2 separate regions of the Zea mays genome follow, and region 1 is linked to region 2. Evidence: chromatin contacts called from public Hi-C data. All regions are on one chromosome and are shown on one strand. Each heading gives the region's core, a stretch centred on a gene start, on an enhancer-like site or on the middle of the called end of the contact. The rest is flanking DNA. Distances are from core to core; before and after follow the strand shown.

Region 1 (4,236 bases), core at 493-2,992, 270 kb after region 2:
TCTGTTCCTTTTCATCCTCCTCTACGTCCTGTAAGACAAAACTGTAGTCAGGAACATAGCCTGCGCTTTTCATCTTGGCTAAAAGGTCATGTAGCCCTCTCTGGATTTCTTCATGCTGAGGGTGGGGTTCTGTCTGTGTGCCACTGTAAAATACACTCACTGACCCTTTGACCTCCATTGAACTCCATCCAGGGGTCTTTTGCAAATTCTGGCGCCTGACCAAAGACCTTACTGCATCAACTCCATCCCATTTCCCAATCTTTGCATACATATTTGACATCAGAACATAATATCCAACATTCTCGGGATCAAGTTCAAATAGGTTTTGTGAGGCCACTTTACCCATTTCAACATTCCCATGAATCCTACAAGCACCAAGTAGTGCGCCCCAAACAGCAGAGTCAGGCTTAATTGGCATGCTTTGTATGAACTCAAAAGCTTCGTCCAACTGACCAGCTCTGCCAAGCATATCTACCATGCATGTGTAGTGCTTTGCAATGGGCACAATACCATAAACAGTTTGCATCAAATCAAAGAAACTCCGACCTTGATCAACTAAGCCAGCATGGCTACAGGCAGCCAATAATGAAACAAAAGTGACATGATCAGGCTTAATTTCTTCTTGTTGCATTTGTGAGAAGAGACTGAGTGCCTTTGCACCATGCCCATGAACCCCAAGACCAGCTATGATGGCATTCCAAGGACCTGTGCTCCTTCTAGGCATATGTTCAAACAAAAACATTGCTTCTACCAGCTTCCCACATTTAGCATACAAGTCTATCAGACAAGTAGTGACATACACATCAAGATTTAATCCAGTCTTAATCGACAGTGCATGCATCCGCATTCCCTGCTGCAATCCACCCAGGTACGAGTATGCAGGCAAAACACTGACAAACGTCCCTTGAATCGGTTTCAGACCCTCATGATTGTGCATATCATTGTATATCCTGATTGCCTCATTAGCAAGTCCATTCTGCATATACCCTGTAATCAATGTGTTCCAGGACACAACATCTCGATCAGGCAAGTTATCAAATACCTTCTGGGCAGCATCAATCTTCGACATCTTAGCATACATATCAACCATAGCATTTCCGGCAATGATGTCACCCACATCCCAGCCCCGCCTCCTTACATAGCAATGCACTGACTTTGCACCGAGTTCATCTCCACACTGAGCAACAGCAGATGCCAGGCTAACGAGTGTTAGCACATCAGGGCAAACCCCACTTTCCATCATACCATGGAAAAGCTCCACCGCAGCAGCAACCTTCCCACCTTGCTCATTCGCTGAAATGATCGAATTCCACGTGACCAGATCCCGCAATGCCATTCCACCAAACACCCAATGAGCCTCCGTTAGCATCCCAAGCTTCCCGTACACATCAATCAAGGCATTGCACACAAATAGCTCGCCAGACAGCCCGTGCTTCACCGCATACACGTGCATGACCAGAGCAAGCGCTCGGTCCCCGAGCACGACGCACATTGGCAGGACGCTCGAGAGTGTCACGGCGTCCCCTGCGACCCCCTCGCCGACCATCCTCCCTAATAGCGTAACCGCGTCCGCTGCCCGGGTGTTGCGGCACAGCCCAGACAACATTGCGTTCCACGCGGGCACGTCCCGCTCGGGCATTTCATCAAACACTCTATACGCCTCCGCGACGCGGCCGAAACGCAGGTAGGCGTGGACGAGGGAACCCGATGCGAAGACGTTGGGGTGGAGGAGCCCCAGCCGGAGCGCGCAGGCATGGAGCTGCGCGGCAGAGGCCGGACCCGGGGCGGCACGAACGAGCGGCGGGAAGGTGAAGGAGTCGGGGCGGAGCGGGTGGGCGCCTGCAAGGAGGCGGCGGAGGAGCGGCAACGCGAGGCGCGGGAGGGCGGCGCGGGAGAAGGCGGCGATCAGGGAGTTGACGAGGAGGAGAGGGGGGACCTGGAGGTGCGGATCGAGGTTGCGGAGGTGGCCTGAGGTGATGAGGACGGCATGGACGCCGCGCGGGAGTGCGGACGGTGGCATAGTGGGCGCGGCATAAGATGCGCTCGCCGTCGCGCGGGAGTATATGTTTTGCGCGATTTTGATTTGGGTTTTGCTGGTCTTTTTGCGGGTTTTGATAGGCTTCTATCTTGCCCAATCGCTCGAAGTATCGACTTCCAGAGTTCCAGTTAGTGATTTCCTATTGCAGACTGACAATGAAGGTGAACAGTGAGTCCTGCGATAAGTTGGTAACGCATGCTTTAGAAAATGACATATATGTTGTACATGAAAGTTTAGTGTACATAGTGCATGTTGAGCATTAAAAAGAGCATCGGACGGTGCGGTCCTGAAGCCGGACGGTCCGCGCAAGCGCAGAACAGATTAGGGTTCCGAGTTTCTTGTTATGTTTGTTGGCGAGAATCTCGGGATAAGCTCGAAATTTTATTGGTAACGGGTTCAGCCCCCCTCCTCTATAAAAGCAGAGGAATACAGTCGATTTAATCAATCAATCGAACCTTCAATCAATACAATTTACATTTTATCCTAGGAGTAGTTCTAGTCTAGTTTAGGTTTAGTCTCTCAATCCTCAAATTCTTCGCTTCTCTTCAACTCTACGTCGATTAGAGGATCCTAGGTCGGCCTGCCGAGCCTAGACATCCCCTAGGATCTCTCCTCCCCGACGGGGTCCCTCCCAGGAGCGAGATCCAGGCGCCGCCGGCGACTTCCGCCACCCCTGCGCACGCGCGGACCGTCCGGCCGTCAGGCAGGAAACCCTAGCCCTGCGCCAGGTCGCGGACCGTCCGGCCCCTGGCCGCGGACCATCCGCGCGTGTGCAGAGAGCACCGCCGCTGGTTCTTGTTGAGTGTTTGGCGCCCGAAAAAGGTGTCAACATACTTTCTGTCGACTCCGCTGGGGACAACACATCTAGACCCATCAAATCGGCTCTCAATGGCTGGTTCAAGGGATAGTTCTGAAGTCTCCCCATCAACATTATAGAGCCGACTTGGGAAACCTTGCCGGATGACGAACAACTCCAGTTCGAGGAGCATAAGGAGCAGCTGATTCAAGAGGCGAGGGCGAAGTTCCTAGCCAACTTCAAGGTGGACAGGAACAATAAAGTCGTCCAACAACGGGCGACGGATCCGGCTTCGCTCCGACCCACACCAGATATCCTCAATGTAAGTAATACAAACGAGCTACAATCTCTTAAGAATTATGTAGATGAACAACGAGAACAAATGCGAAATATCATAGAGGGTATGCAAAACGATTATAGGAGACTAGTATGTGCATTTGATAAATCTAGTATTGCAAATTTTCTTTCGCGTGAGGTTGAATTAGGGGGTAACACGCGTAATACATTGGCTATAGGTTGTCACGATCAGTCACAACCCCTTATGGGATGCCGATGGACACATACCCTGAGCAACCGCAAATCGGCAGTAAATCAACCGATCTGCACATGCCCGGACCGTCCGCACGTGATCACGGACCGTCCGGGCCAGCAACGGCCGGGCCCATTTTCAATGAGTTACCCAGACATGCACCCGAGCCACAACATATGGCACAGAATCTAAACTACCCAGTTGGATGGTCCGCATACAACAACGGACGACCCGCATATAATCACGGACGGTCTGGGTACATGTCCGGACAGTCCGCGCATGAGTCTTTTGAGGAGGATTGTTACCTGAATCCTCACTCGTCCCAGCAACACTTCTCATCACACTATGCGATGCATCAGCCCATTAATACAAAATCCCGAGCCCAGGAAAGCTTTCCGGTCCCGCCTAGAAGGCCAGAAAGGAACGATCAATCGTATGAGTCATATAGGGTAAATGGCAATGTACCACATAGCTCAAACCAATGGGGGAAAGAAACACATGCTAATATCCAGCCAACCTCACCTATGTTTGACCAGAGAGTCGGTGGTCTCGCATCGGCTGCCATCGATATAGTGAGGGAGGAAATAGCCGGGGCATTTCGAGATAAGCTCGGAGTAAGCATGGTGCCTGGGGGGCAATCATATCGAAAACCTTATGATAGCCGATTTGATCACCACCCATAACCCCAGGGAACCAGGATACTCGAATTCGCAAAATTTTCGGGTGACCAAGGAAAAAAACACGCGCGAACACATAGGCCAGTTCTTGGCACAATTAGGAGAATTGGCCGACACAGAAGCATTTCGTGTGCGTTTATTTTCATTGTCTTTAACAGGAACCGCGTTCGCATGGTACGCCACTTTACCTCCTAAT
Region 2 (4,547 bases), core at 709-3,208:
CCAACAATGCTTTGTCTCCCACAGTAATCACAGAAAAGGTGTTGCCTTCATCTGCTAGTCCTATTAACTCCCTTCTGGCTGGAGAGAAGATTCAATTTGGTAAGCTGCACTTTTCATCAGTATTATACGATGTTTATTGTGACTTGACTTACAATGAATAACAATATTGACCAGGGGCAGTAACGTCACCAACCATGCTACCCCCAGTCAGCCGAACTGTTTCAAGTGGTCTTGGAGCTCCAGGTTCATCTAGGCCTGATATGAAGATCGATCGAGGCTTGCCTAGCGATAACAGTGGTCCTGATAAGGCAAATTCCAAGGAATTATGTCCGAGTACCGAGGATGCGGAAGCAGAGGCTGAAGCAGCTGCTTCTGCTGTGGCTGTGGCAGCTATTAGCACTGATGAGGGATCTCCAGCTGATGCAACTACTGCATCGGCTCCAGACAAGAGCTTTACAAGCAAGGATCTCAGTGGGTTAACATCAGGAGGTATGATCTTTGCATTGTCAACTACTTTAATTAAGACATTGCTATATGATTATGTAGCTATATTTATTGTGTTATGGACAAAACTGAAGCAGGGGCAAGAACAGGTCAAGCTGGTCAATCATCCACAGAAGAGCCACTCGCAGTTGCTCTTCCTGCAGACTTATCGGTTGATACTCCATCCATGTCCTTGTGGCCTCCTATAGCCAGTCCACAAGCATCAGGGCCAATGCTTTCTCAGTTTCATGGTGCACAGCCATCCCACTTTTCCTGCTTTGATATGAACTCGATGTTAGGAGGGCACATTTTTGCATTTGGCCCAAGTGACGAATCTGCTGGTTCTCAAGGTCAGCACCCTCAAAGAAGCAATGCATTGCCTTCAGCACCATTGGGAGCTTGGCCACAGTGTCATTCTGGGGTAGACTCTTTCTACCGCCCTCCAACTGGGTACGCTGGTCCTTTCATCACTCCGGGAGGAATCCCAGGCGTGCAAGCCCCCCCACATATGGTGGTCTATAACCACTTCGCCCCAGTAGGTCAATTTGGTCAGATGGGACTTGGTTTTATGGGAGCCACTTATATCCCTGGTGACAAGCAGCCTGACTGGAAGCAAAGTCAAGGGCCACCTATTGTTGGTGTAAGCCAGAGTGATCCAAACAGCCAAAATATGGTGTCTGGTCAAGTAAACGCTCCTAGTGTTCCTGCTCCAGTTCCACATCTACGCCCAACTTCTATCATGCCAATCCCGTCTCCATTGACCATGTTCGACATTGCTCCTTTCCAGGTATGCATTTTAATTGTTGTAGATACATGCCAAGACAGTTAGATTGCAAGTGAAAAAAAATAGTGTAATTAACTCTTGCATTTTTATGCTAATACAACGCTTTCTTCATTTGTTTGCTATTTTTCCAGACATCTACAGACATACAGATGCAAACGTGCTGGCCACATATGCCTGTACCTCCTCTACACTCAGTTCCATTATCAGTTGCACTTAAGCAGCATCCAGTAGAGGGTACAGCCACACAACAGTTTGTTCATAACGTGCCAATAGACAAGTCTGGTACAAATAACCGATTTCAGGAGTCCTCTGCTTCTGCTGGGCCATCAGACGGCAACAAAACCTTCCCAAATGCAGCCGTTTCTCAGTACAGGGATGAGTTAGGTCTTGTCGAACAGCCAGCCTCAACCAGCTCAAGCTCCCAAACTGTTCAGCCTTCGTTTGGCCAGGCGGGCTTGATCAGCAATGAAGTCCCAACCAGTGCCAAAGCCATGGTTAGGGTGACCCCATCCAAAGTCAACCCTGGAATTGCAGCAGGGGCGGCTGGCAGCACGAACGCCCCCCAGGTCACCAGCATACCTTCCAAGACCCATCAGTCCTCGTCATCATCATCAGACCCGCAATACCAGCATCTGGTTAACAATCAGGATCGCCGTGCCCGTGCGACTCAGAAGGCTGGTACTGGTAACGAGTGGCAGCGACGATCAGGGTACCAGGGTAGGAATCAAGGTTCTGGTTCCGACAGGAGTTCAGGCACTGGTAGGATGAAGCAGATCTACGTTGCGAAGCCCTCTGCAACAAGTGGCCATGCCTCGTCAGGCTAGAGAGTGGTGGTGCTGACTTCACTGAGCCTGCTCCACGCTGGTACACAGCTCAGAGCATCCTTGGCATCAGACACATGTGAAACATATTTTCGCTCCATGTCTGTCTATTCTGGTTTGTTTTGGTGATTGTGGCATGGTGCTGGTTGTGTATGTTTTTGGTTCATTTTGTTGCATAGAAGAAAATAGAGTGTGCTGTTGCACTGCAAAAAGACATTCGAAGCGATACCATATCATGCATGATAAATTTTGCAGCCGATGGAATCGGCTGCCCGTGTAAGTCACTGGTGTGATGTAAGGATTACTATTGTTTATTGTTACTATTTGTTGGCTGGCTCAACGTCTGGACAGGCGAGGAAATGTAACGTGGGGGGGTATGTTAATAAATGCCTCATATGCTACTTTGTCGGAACACATGCATCCCTATCCTGTTTTCTCAATTTATGTTAGTACTGCAAAATAGGATTCCTTAAATCTTGATGCGAGAATCAAAGGGTTTGTTTGGTATTTGTTGGGATGAACGCGGAACCAGACCATAATCTAGGGCACCAACAACAAAATGTTCTGCTCAACAATAAAACCCTAATTTTAGATTATAGACTAGTGTAGACTTTATGTTGGAAAAACAAACTTTTGAAACTATATCTTATCTCTACTAATCCTTAAGACGATAGTGTAGACTTGGCATAACCATGCCCCCGCCTCCATCTCCACCGTCCGATTGCGATGCCATCCTCGCTCGCGCCTAGCGCCGGATCCGCCCCCGCATGCCTCATCTGTCATCCATCCTCGCTCCCGCCACCGCCCTCGCCATGCGCGCAGCCGCCTCCATCCAACAACCATGCGGGATCCTCGCTCGCGCATAGCGGCCAACAACCATGTGCGTCGCCTACGACAACGTCGGATCCGACCTTCCTATGTACCTGCTCGCCACGGAGATCATCGGCTACGGCGGCCACGACTTCGCCTTTGCTCCCTACGGGGCCTATCGGAGGGCGCTGCGCAAGCTGAGGCAGCTCGCGCCCATCGGGGACAGCGAGACCATGTCCCTCGCCAGGGAGATCCGCCGCCGTTCATGTGGCGCCCGCGGCGAGCCAGCAGCAGCAGTCAACCTCGGCAGCCTGCTGGTCTCCTGTGCTAACTACATCACTGGGCTGGCGACCTTCGGAGACCGCTTCAGCAACGAGCACAAGGCGAAATTCCTGTCAGCGATGGCGGTCGTGCTGAGCAGCGGCTCTGGTTTCTGCGTCTCTGACCTCTTCCCGTCGATGCGGTTCCTGGACATCGCCACTGGGATGCGACGCCGCCTGCAGGTGGCGCATGAGCAGCTCGACCAGGTGCTGGACCAGATCATCGAGGCGTGAGAGGCGAGGCAGAAGGTCAAGGATGCTGAGGTGGCGGAAGACGACGATATTCTGAGCACCATGCTTAGAATCAAAGATGAGGAGGAGTTCAACTTCCCGTTCAACATCACACACATCAAGGCAGTCATCATTGTAAGACTGTCTCCAGCAGCATCCCCTAAATTCCGTCCCCTAAAGGAATATTCTCTGTCCTTTACAGAACACTCTAAAAGATTCTGCCCTCTATATATTCTCAGTCTCCAGCAGCGTTTCCTAAATTCCGTCTCCTAAAGCTACACTGTTAACAGATTCCCTTTTTCCATTTCTTTTTCAGTTTTCTTTGTTTTCTTCCCAATTCGCGCTATACAAATGATGTGCAAAAAAGTGTATTTATTAATTTTTTTAATTAATTATTTCGAATTGTCAACATTATGTACCATTGGCTGTTATGTTGTGTGCAATTATTGTCGATAAAACGTCGCATAGTATTTTATCGGTACGAAAAAATGTTTTCAAATTGACAAGATTCTACCGTAAGCCACAACTCTTCTTCGAGAAGCCATCGACTAGCTTCCTCTGCACGACACGCGGATGGCTTGTCTCCGAAGCCTACTTCTTTTATAAATAGCGAGTGAGGCTTGCATACTTCACTCAACCTTCCCTGTACAAACTCGACAACAATGAACCCCTACTTAGAATCGAATTTTCTTGTTAGGTTGATGGAAGAAATGGAAGAGGAAGAAGAAGAGTTGGATTTAGCGAGGCACATGCTCAATAGGAGGCGGCATGCACGCAACGAGCGTCGTCATGGTGGTTCGATTCCAGGGCGTGTTCGGATTCATCGTGATCACATGAGCGGCGATGCAAGAATCCGAGCGGACTACTTTGGAGCGCAACCTGTGTACACGAATGCTCAATTTCGTAGGAGGTATTTGAAATGCCCACATTCATTTTGCCCAGTACATAACTTCATGACTCTTAGTATGACACATTAATTTTATGGTAGGTTCTGTATACGTCGCCATGTGTTTGAGCGCCTCGTTCATGTTGTGCAACAAGTGGATCCATACTTTATTCAGCGCCTAAACTGTGCGGGTGAGATTGGTCTTTCTGCTC

The links. A called contact is a pair of places that touch in the nucleus more often than the background predicts.
Region 1: a contact with region 2 is called in a Hi-C map of ear, with 4 times the contacts expected there. The contact joins two enhancer-like sites. A contact is called at or near these places in 5 of 25 Hi-C or Micro-C datasets (ear, leaf, tassel and 1 more).

The regions. Positions count from the first base shown.
Region 1 is chr1:69,388,144-69,392,379 of Zm-B73-REFERENCE-NAM-5.0, forward strand. No RefSeq gene overlaps it. Among protein-coding and RNA genes, the nearest start is that of LOC100275916, 8.9 kb to the left of the region's middle. Within about 2 kb of position 1,743, at least 3 of the 20 cell types and tissues checked have an H3K27ac peak or open chromatin away from gene starts, as enhancers often do.
Region 2 is chr1:69,117,018-69,121,564 of Zm-B73-REFERENCE-NAM-5.0, forward strand. LOC100274068 reads left to right here. Exons shown (of 7, transcript NM_001348667.1): 4 at 1-99; 5 at 175-489; 6 at 582-1,270; 7 at 1,399-2,366. The coding sequence ends at 2,091. It also overlaps the pseudogene LOC103644705. Among protein-coding and RNA genes, the nearest start is that of LOC100274068, 11 kb to the left of the region's middle. Within about 2 kb of position 1,959, at least 6 of the 20 cell types and tissues checked have an H3K27ac peak or open chromatin away from gene starts, as enhancers often do.